Linked DNA regions of Gossypium arboreum: region 2 is linked to region 1. The links are chromatin contacts, called in public Hi-C maps. All regions are on one chromosome and are shown on one strand. The core of a region is the stretch at or near the end of the contact, and the rest is flanking DNA. Distances in the headings are between cores, read along the strand shown.

Region 1 (2,989 bases), core at 478-2,977:
CAGATCCCTTGGAAGAAAAAAGGGGAAAAAAGGAACTAATGCTTCAAGGCAATACATAAATTTAGTAGCCAAAAGAAGGCAAGTATATATATTAGGAGGATGAAGTTGAAAAACAAAGACCTTGAACAAAATATGATCAAGTCCAAGTTGAATATGCTTAAAGGCTTCCCTGGCTCTCCTTCTAGCAGGTGCTTCATCCATATTAGCATCCAAAATCTTCTGCAACTCTTCATCCACCCCTTTAAACTTAAGGGGCTTAGCCATTACTCTGCTTTTTTCTCTTCTCCACTTCAACAAAAACCCTGCCAATAACCAGAAGTCTATCTCTTTTCAGATACCCATTCCTCTACATAAACAGAAAAAAGTAAAAACAATGAGGGGAGGGGGTTCTAGAGTTACCATAAAAAAGATGACTCCGGAGCAAGTTTGAAGATTTCAAAGCCATGTGGCCCTTTCTTTTCCTCTTGAGAAAAAAAAAGTATAATAAAAACAAATAAATTAAATTATATAGCTAAAATCCAGGAAATGGGGCAAAAAAATTAATAAGGAAAGAAATGTCAGCAAGCAAAAGTCCAAAAGCTGAAATGGAGAGATTCTTTGCAGAGTGCAGTAGTTTAGTTTATTTAATTTACTTTCAAAATTTTGTTTTAAAAGTCAGATTTTAATAAAGGAAAATCGTACGAGGAAATTGTTTGTTCTATTTTCTGATTAATTTATTACTTGGAAGATTCGCAAAGAGAAGGAAAAGGCGGTAGGTGAAGGTGATTGAGTTCTATAAAAGGAAGGAAAGTGCTAACGTACGTGTTAAAATATTCTTCCCACTGTTTATTAAAATTAAAATTGTAATCCAAATATTTTTACAATTTAAGTATCTATTTCGATCATTTTGATATCTGCGGGAAGCAGAAATCTGATATACAATGAGCTGAACACAAAAAACAGTAAATTCCCTCATTCATGGCAAATGAAACAAGAATCATACAAGACTACTTCAAAGAAATTTCAGCTAATATTCGGTATCTTAAAGCACATAACTTTGATTTCAATGTCCCAAATTTAATACAGAAAAAAGAAATTGTTAGCTTGGACTTGGGAATCACTTTAACAGCAACCTGTTCTCCTTTTAACTTCCTTTCTGGAGCTTAGCAGAACAAATATACAACTCCTTCAAAAACCCTAATCTTTTATCCGGTTCAACTCCATCCTCATCCTCCTTCGTCTCCGTAATTCCCGCCGCCTTCTTGTTACGCTCCCACCGTCTCAACACCGCCCGGATGTGTTTCTCCGGAGAAGGAGACGGAAAACGATTTCTTAAGAAACCTCAGCGGCGTCGAAGGAGTTTTGGGTTTGGTTGGGTGGTCGGAGGCAGGGTAGGATAGTCATTTTGGGTGGTTGTGTTTGGGTTTTTAAGGCTTGGAAGTACAGCCTCCCATTGGGAAGGAAGAAGAAGAAAACACTCAACAAGAAACTGCAGTTGCAGTTTACCCTTTTGCAAAGATCTTTGATGTTGTGTTCAGCTTATTGTAAGAAAAACACAAATTGAGAGGGAATAAAGCTAAGTTCGGATTACTTTTTATTATTATGATATTGTTATTTAAGACTAAAAATAAATTAAACTTATTGTATCTCTTCGCTCATCCAAACATATCATAAGAAAACAAATAAATATATAAAATATCTACCTCATATTTCCGTTTCCACTTTGACCAAAATCATCTAATCAAGTAAGGTGAGTATCTAAATTATAAATATTTTAATATTTAAAATAAATTTTTATAATTAAATGATTATGTATGTAGTTTATTCGAAGCTTTATGCTAATTCCACTTTCAATCATACATGTCTTTTACTTTTGTTTTTTTTTTTTCGACATTTAAATTAGGATTGAGCAAAATTTGATTCGATTTAAAAATTTTGATAAAAATTTAAATTTTGAATTAAATAGTTTAAGTTATTTGAATTAATCAAGTTATTCGGATCAACTCGAATAAAAAATTAAGTTTTTCAGTTTAACTCGAATATGAATTACACAATTCGAGTTATCTGAAGGTCCGAGTAAGAAAAGACAAAACTACGTTGTTTTGATAAATGTTTACTCATTAAGTTAAAAGGCAAAACCATTATATTGTTTATGTAGTTAAATAATCTTGTACTTCATCTACTAATTAAATAATCAGTCTATAAAAACGCAACATTGAGTATAAATAATAGGATTCGTTAACTTGACTCGAAATTTCTTGACTCAATTCGATTCAATTAAAAAAAATCAAATTGGGTTTGGTTGCTAAAATAGAATTCGTCAACTCGACTAACTCAAAATTTTTTTACTTGATTCAACTCGACTAGATCGAATGCTCACCCCAAATTTAAACTATCATTCATTACTTAAATTGACTTATAGCATTAAAAATAATTAATATTAGGTACATTAACACTATTAAAATATTTTTCTAATTATATAAGCAGATTTAAAAATTGACATATACCTAATCTCTTTTAAAAATTGACTCAAAGCATTAAACATAATTAATATTAGGTGCAAATTAAATTGTGCTCGAATTAAAATTAAAAACATATTGGAAATACAAGAAATGGGCCTACAAAATGATGTTGGCTTTCAAAAGCAAAAGGTTTGGATGTTAAATTAAACAAATTAATTTGGCCTTTAGAAACAAATTAAAACTAATTTGGGCCTTAAAAATTAAATGTTAATTTAATCTTTTTATAATTAATTTGAGCTCTAAAAAAATCTTTCAACATTAAGCCTGAAAATGATTTTTATTTAAAACTGATTTTTTAATTTTCTAAAAATAATTTTTTTCAACAAATTTCTTATTATTTTTTTCAAAACCAACATCCTAATATCCACCCCACTTCATGTCAAAATTTCAAAAATTAAATTAAACTAAATTAGAATTTATTTAAAATTGATTTAAAATTAATTAAATCCAAATTAAATAAAATCTAATTTAATTTAATTCAGACCAAA
Region 2 (3,384 bases), core at 507-3,006, 180 kb after region 1:
TATAATGATAATTAAATAATGTAAATAAATCTTTATGTTTTTCATAAAGTTGTTCTATTAGTTTTAACTATTCTATTCTTTCATTTTTATCGATGTCTTAGTAAATTTGTTCTTCCAATGTTCTATAAGTTGTTTATAGGATTGAAAATCATATTTTTGTTGATGAGTATATCTTATTCCTTATTTTCAGTTTTGTAGCCTGTTATGAATAAAATGTTTAGGTTATGTTTATATACTAAGGCTAGAAAATTTTTATCAGTGAAAATATTTACAAAAATAAATGGAGCTATCTGCAAACAGTAAGTTCAATTTCAAAAGTTTTTTAGAATATTTTTTAGGAGCCTATGTTTTTACAAATGATTTAAATGAAAATTCCCCTACTATAAATTTAAACTTGGTCATGAACCATTTGATATAAGTAGTATTGAATGGGGTTTTGTTAAAAAAATAACATTTCAAAATTTTCTTTACATTTATTAAAAAATTTCTGCATTTATTAAATCTATATTATTACGAATGATATATAAAGATGATTTTATTATTATTTTCATATTGAAATCAGTAGTCTTATTGGTATAGCTGAAAAAAGAAAAAAATTATTAGCCATATCAAATTTGGATCATTAGAAAAATGATTGGAGGTCTCAACCTTTCAGCAGCAAAGGAAGAAAAAAAAAAACATTTGACAAAAAATATTGACAAGTGTTATAATAATCCTAGTTATTATCATATCCAAACAGGAATAGATTTACTGACCAAGGTCCAATATTTACTTCAACAAAAAACTTATAGCCTATGGATTGATGAAAGAAGAATATTGACATATGATACTAGAAACACTTAGGTTGACAGAGACGAAGTATTCGTGCAACTATTAAAAAAGAAAGCTAACATGGAGATTGATAATTTTTCATCACACATAATAGAAGAAATCAAGAATATGTCGAAAAATTCATTATAGCTAGATAAAATGAAGAAAATGAATCTAGTTAATATTCAAGAAGAATAAAAGCCAATTAGAAAAAATCAATTAAAATATCAAGAAAGCAACTTAATAAAATAACATCCAAGTGAAAACAAAAGAAGCTACTTGAGAAAATGACATCCAAAAAAACAACATAAGAAAATGACATCCAGATGACAACATGAAAGCAATCATGTCAAATCAATAATAAAACATTTTTCTTATAAAAAAAACTGTGCGGGATTATAAAGAAATTTATATGAACATAGTTTAGCCTAATAGACTTCAACAACTAATAGTTGTAATGATGAGACATTATCAGAAAACATAGTTTAGCCTAATAGACTTCAACAACTAGGTACACGACACATTTTAACATTCGAAAGAAACATTACAACTTTGGATGAGTTGAAATGAGAATCTTAGATATTGCTGAAGATCACGAAGGGTACCTATTGTTCACCTGCTAATGACCCAGAATGCCAGACACCAACAAAATAAAATCACGATATAATCAACATACAATGAAAATGGATTAAAAAAAAAAGTAGATAAGTTGGTGCTTAAATCATACAAATTTAAACTATATAAATCGAAAATAGTAATTTTGAGGCAAATTAGTGACTGAACAACAGCCAAGATCAACATTGTGATCTGTTTAATTGATATTCATCAAGAACAATTAGATTTCACTTTGCAATATTGAATCAATCACCCAAATAATATGAAACCAATGGTGTACATATGGAGGAAAAATAGAACAGGAGAGGGTCAGTATTTGTTGATGCTGAGAGAAACAATTGACAAGAGAAGCTGATAGACAGTAACGGCGCTACCGTGCGGGGAGAAAGCTGGAGGCGAGATGGAGGTTGGGAAATTATGTCCATTGATTTAGGAAAGGCAAAGTGGAAATGAGAGAAACCGACGAAGGCTTGGTAGGGCTTAGCCTTAGATTTTTTTTTAATAGGGTAAGTGAATTTGGGTTGTGCTTGTTATTTTGTTTGGGTTTGGACTTTGAATAAATTGTATTGTTTATTTTGGATTTGGGTTTGGCTGACTAATATTTTGGATTTGAGTTTGGTGTATGTATATATATTGTTCATGCCTTTTATGAATTTCTTATTATTTAAATAGATATATTGATTAATATTATTTAAAAATGTAATTTTTTTGAAAGAAACTATATTTGTAATATTATGAATTATAAGAAAGAAAAGTTGAAAAATACAACTATTATAATAAAGTTTAAAATGATTTTAATTTTAAAAATAATAATATTTTTAGAAATCTATATATTTAATACTTTTTAATTTTAGAAATAAAGCTTTAAATAATTTCTTTCGGTACGAAATAAAGTTTTAAATAATGTAAAAACATAAATTTGACTTATGAAAAAATAAAAATAAAAACAGTTCACTAATTTTTGTTTGTTTGGATAATTTTGAGGATCAAATTGAGACCCTTCGTAATTTGAGGGTTAATCTTTTAAAAAATTATGACCAAGTCGATATAATATGTAAAAGTCGAGGGCTAAATTTATTATTATATTAATTTTTTAACTGTCACGTTACCTCCCATCAGACATTTAATGGCACTTAACGGAAATGGGTCAAAAAAATAATTTTGATTAATTAAGTGACCAAATTAAAAAATTGATAGTTGGGTGATAAAAAATAAAATAGGCAATAATTGGGTAACTGTGAATTATTTAAATTCAAATTTTAAAATTAAATTACTATTTATTAGGTATATATTTTAATTAACATATCATTATTTAAATTTAATAGAATATATATTTTAAATTTCTTCTATGATTTTTTATTTATTTTAAAAACGATATATCACTTAAATTAATTTAAAATCTTAAATTAAAACATATTAAAACAAATCTAAAACAAAAACGTTTAAAGTTTCTTTAAGAACAAAACGTTTAAAGTTTATCTTTTAGATATTATTATTAATTTTAAATTATAATTTTGTATTTTTATTTAAATTTTGTATTGATTTTAAAAATAAATTATATGTAAAAATATGTTGTTGCCAAGTGTCAATGGGATAGTTATGACAAGTGGAAAAAGAATTAAGTTGTCCTTTTTAGCTGAGAGACTAATACCATATAATATAAATATACTAGTCTGCATACCCGTATCATGCAGGGACCAATTGTATGCATTATTAAAATGCACTTAATTATTTTTATGAATCTACTTAAAATTTTTATAATATTTTATTAATAATTTGATTGTGAAATTAAACCATATTAATGTAATAATTGACAAATGTCTTAAAGCTAATTTAGAACTAAATGTTTCTAAAATTATTTAAATATGTATATATATATATATATAATATGATATTATGTATGTATGCATGCATGCTATCGTATATATAATAAACAAAAGAACTAAACAAGATTACTTC

Evidence for each region. A called contact is a pair of places that touch in the nucleus more often than the background predicts.
Region 2: a Hi-C map of leaf shows a contact between it and region 1, with 2.3 times the contacts expected there. The contact joins the enhancer-like site here to the promoter of LOC108479867 in region 1. A contact is called at or near these places in 2 of 5 Hi-C or Micro-C datasets (both in leaf).

The regions. Positions count from the first base shown.
Region 1 is chr12:11,695,826-11,698,814 of ASM2569848v2, forward strand. LOC108479867 (caffeoylshikimate esterase) reads right to left here and starts at 1,728. Exons shown (of 10, transcript XM_053023082.1): 1 at 1,683-1,728; 2 at 400-463; 3 at 121-302. The coding sequence starts at 445.
Region 2 is chr12:11,880,740-11,884,123 of ASM2569848v2, forward strand. No RefSeq gene overlaps it. Among protein-coding and RNA genes, the nearest start is that of LOC128286172, 51 kb to the right of the region's middle. Within about 2 kb of position 1,757, at least 2 of the 2 cell types and tissues checked have an H3K27ac peak or open chromatin away from gene starts, as enhancers often do. A contact at or near this core is called in leaf, where this site is marked.